Linked DNA regions of Capsicum annuum: region 2 is linked to region 1. Evidence: chromatin contacts called from public Hi-C data. All regions are on one chromosome and are shown on one strand. The core of a region is the stretch at or near the end of the contact, and the rest is flanking DNA. Distances in the headings are between cores, read along the strand shown.

What was found. A called contact is a pair of places that touch in the nucleus more often than the background predicts.
Region 2: a Hi-C map of placenta shows a contact between it and region 1, with 4 times the contacts expected there. The contact joins the enhancer-like site here to the promoter of LOC107873435 in region 1. A contact is called at or near these places in 2 of 5 Hi-C or Micro-C datasets (leaf and placenta).

Annotation. Positions count from the first base shown.
Region 1 is chr6:41,300,484-41,305,082 of UCD10Xv1.1, forward strand. LOC107873435 (L-ascorbate peroxidase 1, cytosolic-like) reads right to left here and starts at 1,921. Exons shown (of 10, transcript NM_001325038.1): 1 at 1,910-1,921; 2 at 783-911; 3 at 122-296; 4 at 1-21. The coding sequence starts at 901.
Region 2 is chr6:41,368,667-41,373,109 of UCD10Xv1.1, forward strand. No RefSeq gene overlaps it. Among protein-coding and RNA genes, the nearest start is that of LOC124899246, 38 kb to the right of the region's middle. Within about 2 kb of position 1,660, at least 2 of the 5 cell types and tissues checked have an H3K27ac peak or open chromatin away from gene starts, as enhancers often do.

The DNA.
Region 1 (4,599 bases), core at 671-3,170:
AACAGCAACAACACCAGCCAACTGCACCAAAAATAACATAAAAGTCAGTTCTGCACTTGTTTAAACAAACTAAAAAAGTCGCAAAAGTACAGAACATAACAATCAATTCAAGAGTACATACTTGATAGAAATCAGCATAGGAGAGGATGGGAAACTGCTCCCTAATGGGCTCCAAGAGCCTGAGAGCAATGTCAATACCATTGTTTGCTCCGTGAGACTGCTCAGTTTTGAACCTCATGGTACCAAAAGGACCTCCAGTTTTGGAGCACACATCATAGGTACCAGCAGAGTGCCATCTGAGACAACAGAAAAATTATCTTGAAGGTCATGGAACAACTTTCCTTTGTTTCTTTTCTCAAAAAAAGTTACTGCTACCATCTCAATTCGCATGACAAATCCTATTTCAATTACTCATAAATACGTCGATACCATCCTTTTATACATAACTCTCAAATATTACAACCCTACGCCCCCTTTGAGTGTAATATATGGAGTGGAGGACAAACAAAACAAAATAAGAGAGGAAACTTTATTAATTAAATAAATTCATTATGCCATTTGATCTAACGTATTGTATTCTCTGTTGTCAAACTAGTATTTCAACCATTATCTATAATATAGCTCCACTATCAGTAAAATAAAAAATGCTGAATTAACATATTAAAAACTGTTCCAAAAGGAGGAGAAATTACTTCTATATCGTAAATTAAGAAATTTGATAGCATTTTGTTGGTCTGTTCTAGAAACTGCAAAAATGAAAAGGACAAAAGAAGAGAACATACGCAAGACGGAGCATAAGAGGAGCACAATTCTTCTCAGCAATGAGTCCTCTGAGTTTCCTTTTACATTTGTCAACAGCCTTGAGGTACTCCTCGCTCACAGTGGGATAGCACTTGCCCATAGTAATTGCTCTACACAAACACTTAAGCACAATAAGATCCCAAATTCCACAATCAAGAAATAATGGATCACATACTCTCAACAGTTGCACCTTGTTACTAAAATTAGATGTAGACGGATTGTGTATTGCTTTGCAGAGAGAAGCTAAAAGATAGTAGATCCATCACTTCTTGAAAAGAAGTGGCTTGAAGAAGTGATATCCTATGGATATTCATCACTTAAAGCCATATGTGAGTATTACTGCCACTTTATTTCAAAAAGTGATGGATAGTCTATCTTTCAACTTCTCTCAGCAAAGCAATAAACAATCCATCTCCAACTAACTATATTAACAAGGTCAAAAAGAAGTACTAGAACCTCTCTAGTCGGGCTAAAATCATAGTTAAAACATCTATACCTTCACCGGAAAACGACATATACCCATATTTTCTAAAAATAATTATCATTAGTGCTACATGTAACTTTTAGTCTTTAAGATCACGGATCCTCCTATTATACGAGCAGATAATCCAACAAAACAGGTGTTTCAGAGAATTAATACTCTCATATTTACACTAGAATCACTTAGCCGGGGGTCTTTTGGAAATAGTCTCTCTAACTCCAAGAGACAGGGGCGGAGTCAAAGTATATGTTACAGGTTAGACTGAACCCAGTAGTATTGGTCTAGATCATATATTTCTCTAAGAAATTTATTGAATATGTTCAAATTATTATTTAGAACCCAGCAACTTTAAAAAACTAGTATATCAAACACATAAGAACTAGTATATCAAACACAAGCTTCAAATCCCGGCTCCAAGAAAGGAAGTGATAAGCTCTGTGTACACTCAGCACTCCAAAGTGGTGGTGCTGTATATAAACACTAAAAAACGCAGTGAAAGACACCTGTACACTCTTTTCACAGCATCAAGAACTTGAAAACTTTAATCAATTACAAAAAAGTGGATGAAATACATATCAAAAGAAATACGAATGGCATTAGATATTGGAAGATGGAAGAGAAAAAAACCTGAAGAAGAAGATATCGAGGAGTTAAGCAAAACGTTAAACCGTAAGACGCACGAGCAGAGCACAAGCACTGGAATGGAATGGGCAATGCACAAAGCCAAATTGGCAACATATAAGTGGAGTTGAAGAAAGAGAAGGTTCTAGTAGGTGAATGTCGGCCGTTAGATTAGGATGATCGTGTGGGTAGGATTGAAATATGAATTATTGACGGCTGAGATTGGTTTCATTAGTGAAATGTAATCCAATGTGATTTTTCTTTTTTTTTTTCCGATCTGTGGATTCGTCGTATGGTAGGTGAGAGTGGATTGAATACTGAAGGATCTTTGGATTTTTCTGAATCGTGGACTCCATCACCAAGGGCGGACTTTTGATTGTTTGGTTTAATGACTAAAAAGCCCTTTGTCCTGAACGAATTTCACTGTTATGTTTCCAAGAAAGAATTAGATACTCATTTCGTTCACTTTTTCCTTTTACTCCTGCTTTTATAAATATAAGTGTTCCTTTTATCTTTTAATTTTATTTCTAAAATAATACTTTCTCTTTTCAAAATAAGTTGATCATGTTCTTTCAAATTTAATTTTATTCAGATAAAATATAATAATAAATATCAATTTAAAAAAGTAAATTTAATTAAAGATAAGTTGGTAAAATAATTTTTATTTTTTAAGAATTAGTGATCTATGTATATAATCTATAATATATTAAAAGTATGAATGACCTGAGAAATGTTTGAATTTTTTTGCCCCTCATTAAAAGTCTTTATTTTAGACAAAATCATCTTTTCATTATATTTTTAATATTTAAATATTAAAAATTAATTAAATATATTTATGGTAAAACCTTTTCTTATTAGAAGTCATCAGAATTAATGACAACTAATATTATTTCTATTAGTTTAAGAATTCTAAATCTATTAAATTTGATTTTAAGAAGATTTGAAAAATCTAGAAATAAATATAAAAGCGTTAGAATAACAAAAATTTAAGAAGTACCAAATTTTTAAAAGTTTAAAGTACGTACTAAGAATATAATTAATGATTTTATAAGGATTTGACTTTAAAAACAAGAAAAGATTTAGAAAAAAAACTTTTCCACATATACGGTTCAAATTGATGCGTCTCCCTTAGCCACCGGTGGTGAGGGAAAGAGGTGTCACATAACAAACGCAAAAGTGATCATGTAAAATATATATGTGCTTACACCAAAATATATGTTTATATTTATATTATTATATTAAAGTATGAAGAATCTTTGAATAGTGATTTAAACTTTTATACTTCACTAAAAATCTACGCAATAGATAAAATCATATATGTTTAAATAATCAACGTTACACGTCCGAGGAACATGAGGTTAAACTAGTTTATTAAAGGGAGTATCCAACCCAAAACAAGCACTTATTTAGAAATGAAGAGAGTATAGTATTAATATTACTTTTTTCGTCATTTTACTTGACCATTATCGACTTTACACACACCTTAAAATAATTAATAATAGGTGTAATTTACTATATCACTATTTGAATAGAATAAATTCTTTGTTTTGAGAAATCCTTTGAGTAATGAATACTTCCTTTGTTTAAAAAAATAATCTATTTTGTTTTATCACAGAGTTTAAAAAAATAAAAAAGACTTTTGAATCTTGCGTTTAAATTAAAGTTATGTCAAATGTATCAAAATTCTTTTAATCTTGTAATATTAAACATGCTGGGTGGAAAGTTGAAATTATAGTGTAGCCCAAATAGGAAAGGTCATTCTTTTTTAAATAGATTAAAAAAAAAGTAAGTTCATTCCTTTTGAAACAGAGGAAGTAATATTTAATAGTTAAGATAAAATTGACACAATATTAAACTATTCTTTAATTTTTCAAATTGGATAAGTATTGTTGTACATCTATTTTTAGTATAAGTAAAGAGTATGGAGGGTGTAAAATTAGATTTTTAACTTTTACTTATCACTTTTAATATCAAGAAAATAAGATTATTTTTTTCTATATTTTATCCTTAGAATTAACTCCTTTTTCCTCAATTATTTTCAAAATACTAAACATAAGTTAATATATATTATGATAAAATACTCATATTAATAATTATTTTTTAAGACCGCGTACAAAATACAAACAAGATAAGTAAAAGTGCACAAAAAAATAGTCTTGTGGATCAATCTTTTAATATATCAATTTGTTTTGAAAAGTAATTATTTAAAAATATAGTATATTTTTATTAGACTAATAATTTCTAGTACAAATTAATATTTAATCAAATTTTTAAAATGTATTTCTAATTGTATTTTCTCAAAATTGCTTTACAAAAATTACTTTTTTTAAAATTCTACTTCTCTATAAGACCATTTGTTTTGGGTAACTTACAAAAATCTCATAAGTTTAGGAGCCAAGTACATTTTTTACCACGTCTTTTCTTAATTACATAATATCACATAATACGTGTTTTATACATATTTGATTTGATACATTTTCAACTAATTAGTTAGTTAAATAAGGAAGTGATAGAATCGCATTAATTTGGGTGAGTGGATCACGTTTCAACCATTTTAGAAAGAATTACTAAAATATCTAAACCATAACCAAAAAATCAAAATCATCCATCAAATTCATATCGATTTCATATTTTAATTTGGCTAAATTTCTTCATCTCTCGTTTTTTCTTCTTTCTCAAAATTTTAATTCTCAAAT
Region 2 (4,443 bases), core at 410-2,909, 68 kb after region 1:
TAATATATAATAAAAAGGTAAAATAGATATTAACGATATATCTGCTTCAGCTGCTTCACCCATAATTTGACTATATCACCCATAGTCAATTATTATAATTCATCTAAATACTAAAAAATTAACATTAAAAAATTATTATAAAGTCATCTAAGTATTAAAAAATTAATAACATTTAATATTAAATTTACCTGACGTTTTCTATGAGGCCCATTTAATTTTTTTCGCGCAAGTATTTTTGTATAGTAATTTTGTTATATCACTTCTATTTAGATATGTCTGCTTCACTATTTCAATCGTGATTTTACTATGTTACTCTTAATTAATTATTATGACCATTTACGTATTTTGTCAATTAATAATATTTGATAAAAAGGTAAAATAGATATAAAATGATAAATTAACTTGATATTTTAAATTAACTTGACGTCTTATACAAGGTCCACTTCAAAAAAATTTCACAAGTATTTTTTATAGTAATTTTGTTACATTACTTCTAATTAGTTGTTGTGAGTCATTAATACATGTCTGTTTCACTGTTTCAATCATAATTTTACTATATCACCCATAATTAATTATTATGGTCATCTAAGCATGATGACACTTAAATTGAAATTGAAGAAAAAAATATTAGGCATCACAATAATTTAAAATTTAAATTATTTAAAAAATATATAATTGACTATCAATGGCACAAAAGTTTGAACAACGAGAGCGATATATATTATTTGAATACATAAAACATATTATACATTACAATGGTTAATAACTTAAAATATCTAAAAAAAAATAATATATTATATATTTTTAAAAATATTAAAAATCACAATAATTAAAATAAGTTTTTAAAAGTCTACTTCAACATGCCTACTTCTCCTGACTGCTCCATAATTTTATTATGTCATCTCTAATTAATTGTTAAAAAATTATTACAAAGTCATTTAAGTATTAAAACATTTATAATAATTAATATTAAGTTTACTTGACGTTTTATATGAAACCCATTTAATTTTTTTTGCAAGTATTTGCGTATAGTAATTTTGTTATATCACTTCTAATTAGACATGTCTGCTTCGCTGTTTCAACCGTGATTTTACTATGTCACTCCTAATTAATTATTATGATCATTTAAGCATTGTGTCAATTAATAATATTTGATAAAGAAAGGTAAAATAGATATAAAATGTTAAGTTAATCAAAAAAAATTCACAAGTATGTTTTATTGTAATTTTGTTATATCACTTCTAATTAGTTGCCGTGAGTCATTAAGACACGTAACTTTACTATATCACTCATAATTAATTATTATGCTTATCTAAGCATTATGACACTTAAATTGGAATAGAAGGAAAAATATTATACATCACAATAATTTAAAAACTTAAATTATTTAAAAAATGTAATTGACTATCAGTGCCATAAAAGTTTGAACAATAAGAAAGATATATATTATTTAAAAATTACATAAGAAGTATTATAAATTACAATAACTAATAATTTGAAATATCTAAAAAAATAAATTATTATATATTTTTCTAAAAATACTATAAATTAAATAATTAAAATAATTTCTTAAAAAATATTTATTGTGCTCGTGCCTTGCACAGCCTGTCAGTAACTAGTATATTTAATAAGACGATACAAACTATAGAGGAACATTAGCTGGCACACGTAATAGTATTTTCAATTAAAACGTTTCTATTGGACATAGTTCTTTACAAGTAGCATACAGTTTTCCTATTGCTGATGTTATTACCTTTAACTTTTCGCATATAAACGGTAGTTTTACTTCACTTGTAAATGGGAAATTTTTTGGACAATACTAAAGCAATACCCTGACTTCTTGTACTTCAAGCTTTTCATTATTTTCATATTTTTTACTATGTCTTTGTTATCAAACAGCTTATGCTAAATTGTCGTCGGATATGAGATATTTCGCATCTCAGCATCCCCTAGCTAAAAGCCTAAAACAGTGAGTAACCAAATTCTATCAATTTATTTGATTTGCTTTGCTTCATAACTGACTCTTATTAAGCTTATTTAATGATAAATTTAACTTCTAATGCCCTAATCAACGAATCAAATTGATAGCATGCCATTGATTTCATAACAGATTCAATTGTAATACTCCCTCCATTCCACAAAAATTGAATTGTTGAAATATTTTTTAGTGTTCAAAATAATTGAATTGTTCACTATTCAAGATAGATATTTAAAATTTTTTTTTTAATAGTACCCTTCTTTAATTGACTTTCTAAGGTTGAGTTCCAAGGACTTGATTTTCTTGTAAATTTCTTAGTACATTAATGTGATTTAACTTTCCAAGGTTTGGTTTAGTTTTATTGATGTTTCTCTATGCTAAATACTAGTAGTAGTCTAGTAGATTCAAGTATATACCATGCACGCCAGCTGACTTGTTTTTCATAAATAGAAAAACAGATAATAATGACCCAAACAAAAACTTGTCACAATCACAATTAGGGTATTGTAACCTTCATTTCATTGCTATACATCTCACCTACCCAGCTAAAAAAGGAAAATCAAGGCAAGAAAAGAAGAAAATAAGTCATAAGGAGCAATTATTTATCATAATTTAGATTTAAATTTTTCGTCGGTTCTTGCAACTTCACTTCATCATTATTTTCATTGAGATTCAAATTCAGGTCGGAAATTGAATATTCATCGACATTATGATCTACTTCAATATTGAGGTGAAAAAACTCATTTTTATTATATTCAAATGGAATATTTAGATCAAATTGTATTATAGTCATGTTAAATTAACTAAGAATCGTATTGAAGTAAACTTTTTTATAGAATAAATTTAGAGGGAAATTAAAATTTTAAATGTGGCTCCTTCTAAACTTTTAAGTTTTTTTATCTCCAAAAATTTGTTGCCAATTTTAAGATTTTTAAGATTGTTAGGATAAAAAATTTTACCTCCAAAAATGTTTAGTAATTCTAAGAGTCTTTTTTTTTTTTTTATACTAGAAATAAATGAATGAATTAAATGAGTATTCAGAGTTAGCATGATTATTACTAAAGTGTTGGAGTTTGAAAAGGGTAAAAAAACAAAAAGTCTAATTTATATATATATTTTTAATATATGTATCATATTTCAACAATTTAATTATTGTGAAATGAAGGAAGTATATATATATTTTTTTTGATAAACATCTCTTTCATAAATATTTATTATTGTTTCTATGCAGAAGTAAACCAAATTGACAACACGATCAATTGGGTTTATTTAGGAAGATATATGTTGACTGAATTTACACACTATTTTCTCCATTTCAAAATAAATAAATTATTGAATTATTTTTTAATATTCAAAATAAGTGAGTTTATCATTTTTCAAGAGACATATTGAAAATTTCTTTCAATTTTACCCTTTTATTTAATGAGGTTCTTAAGTACTTTACATCTTCTAGGAGAGTAATTTAAAAACAATTAAAAAGGTAATAGTGGAAAGTAACCTACAATTTATGTTCTAATTTTTTTTTCTTAAGAGGTATGTTATACGCCAATAATTTAATTATTTTAAAATGAAGGAGATACTTCTCAAAGAGAAAGAAATGACGATCAATGACAGAGGTAATGACGGGAAATTTAAAGAGTTTAAAATCATGGAAAAAAATCTAATTTGCTGTGAACTATGTGAAAGATGACATATTTAACCCAGGTTATGAAAGACAAATCTGTTCTATTTGCATTTCCTCTATCTTTTTTATTTAGTCGTTGTCGACTTGATGTTCTTAAGAAGGGTACTATGAGAAAAAAATACTAATAAAATTATTTTGATTTGAGAAAATGAACAAGTAAATTCAAATACTTTTTTGTACGGCAATCAAGTAAAATAAAATGGATGGGATATAATTTACTTCTTCTATTTCGAAAAAAAAGAGTTATTTTTCTTTTTAGTTCGTTTAAAAAAATAATTCTTTTGTAATAATATTTTAATATCAACTTTCAATATGACATGTTTGAGATCACAAGATTAAATAACATTTTGATATATTTAATATGACTTAAATTTTAAAATCATAAAATTCAAAAATTAATTTTTTTATTTTTTTAAACTTGTTATGAAGTCAAAATGTATCACCTTTTTTAAAATTAAAAAAGAGGAAAAGGAAGTAACCGAAAGTAATAATGAGGCCAAACCTATCAGTGGTCTCCTAAACTTGGTACGAACTTTCACTTTGGCATCTCAAGTGAACATTGTTCACTTTTGACACCTCAAGTAGCCACAAAGTGTGTCACTTTGACACCTTTTGTTGAATCAGCACAATGTTTGTGTTGCACTCGCTGCCAACTTGGACAAAACGGTCAATTGATTTGTACCAACACATTTAAATTGTCGCATCATTATTTATATTCACAATTAGTTTTTTCTTTAAAAAATAAAAGGCCAACATACATGATTAGTAATAATTATCCAAC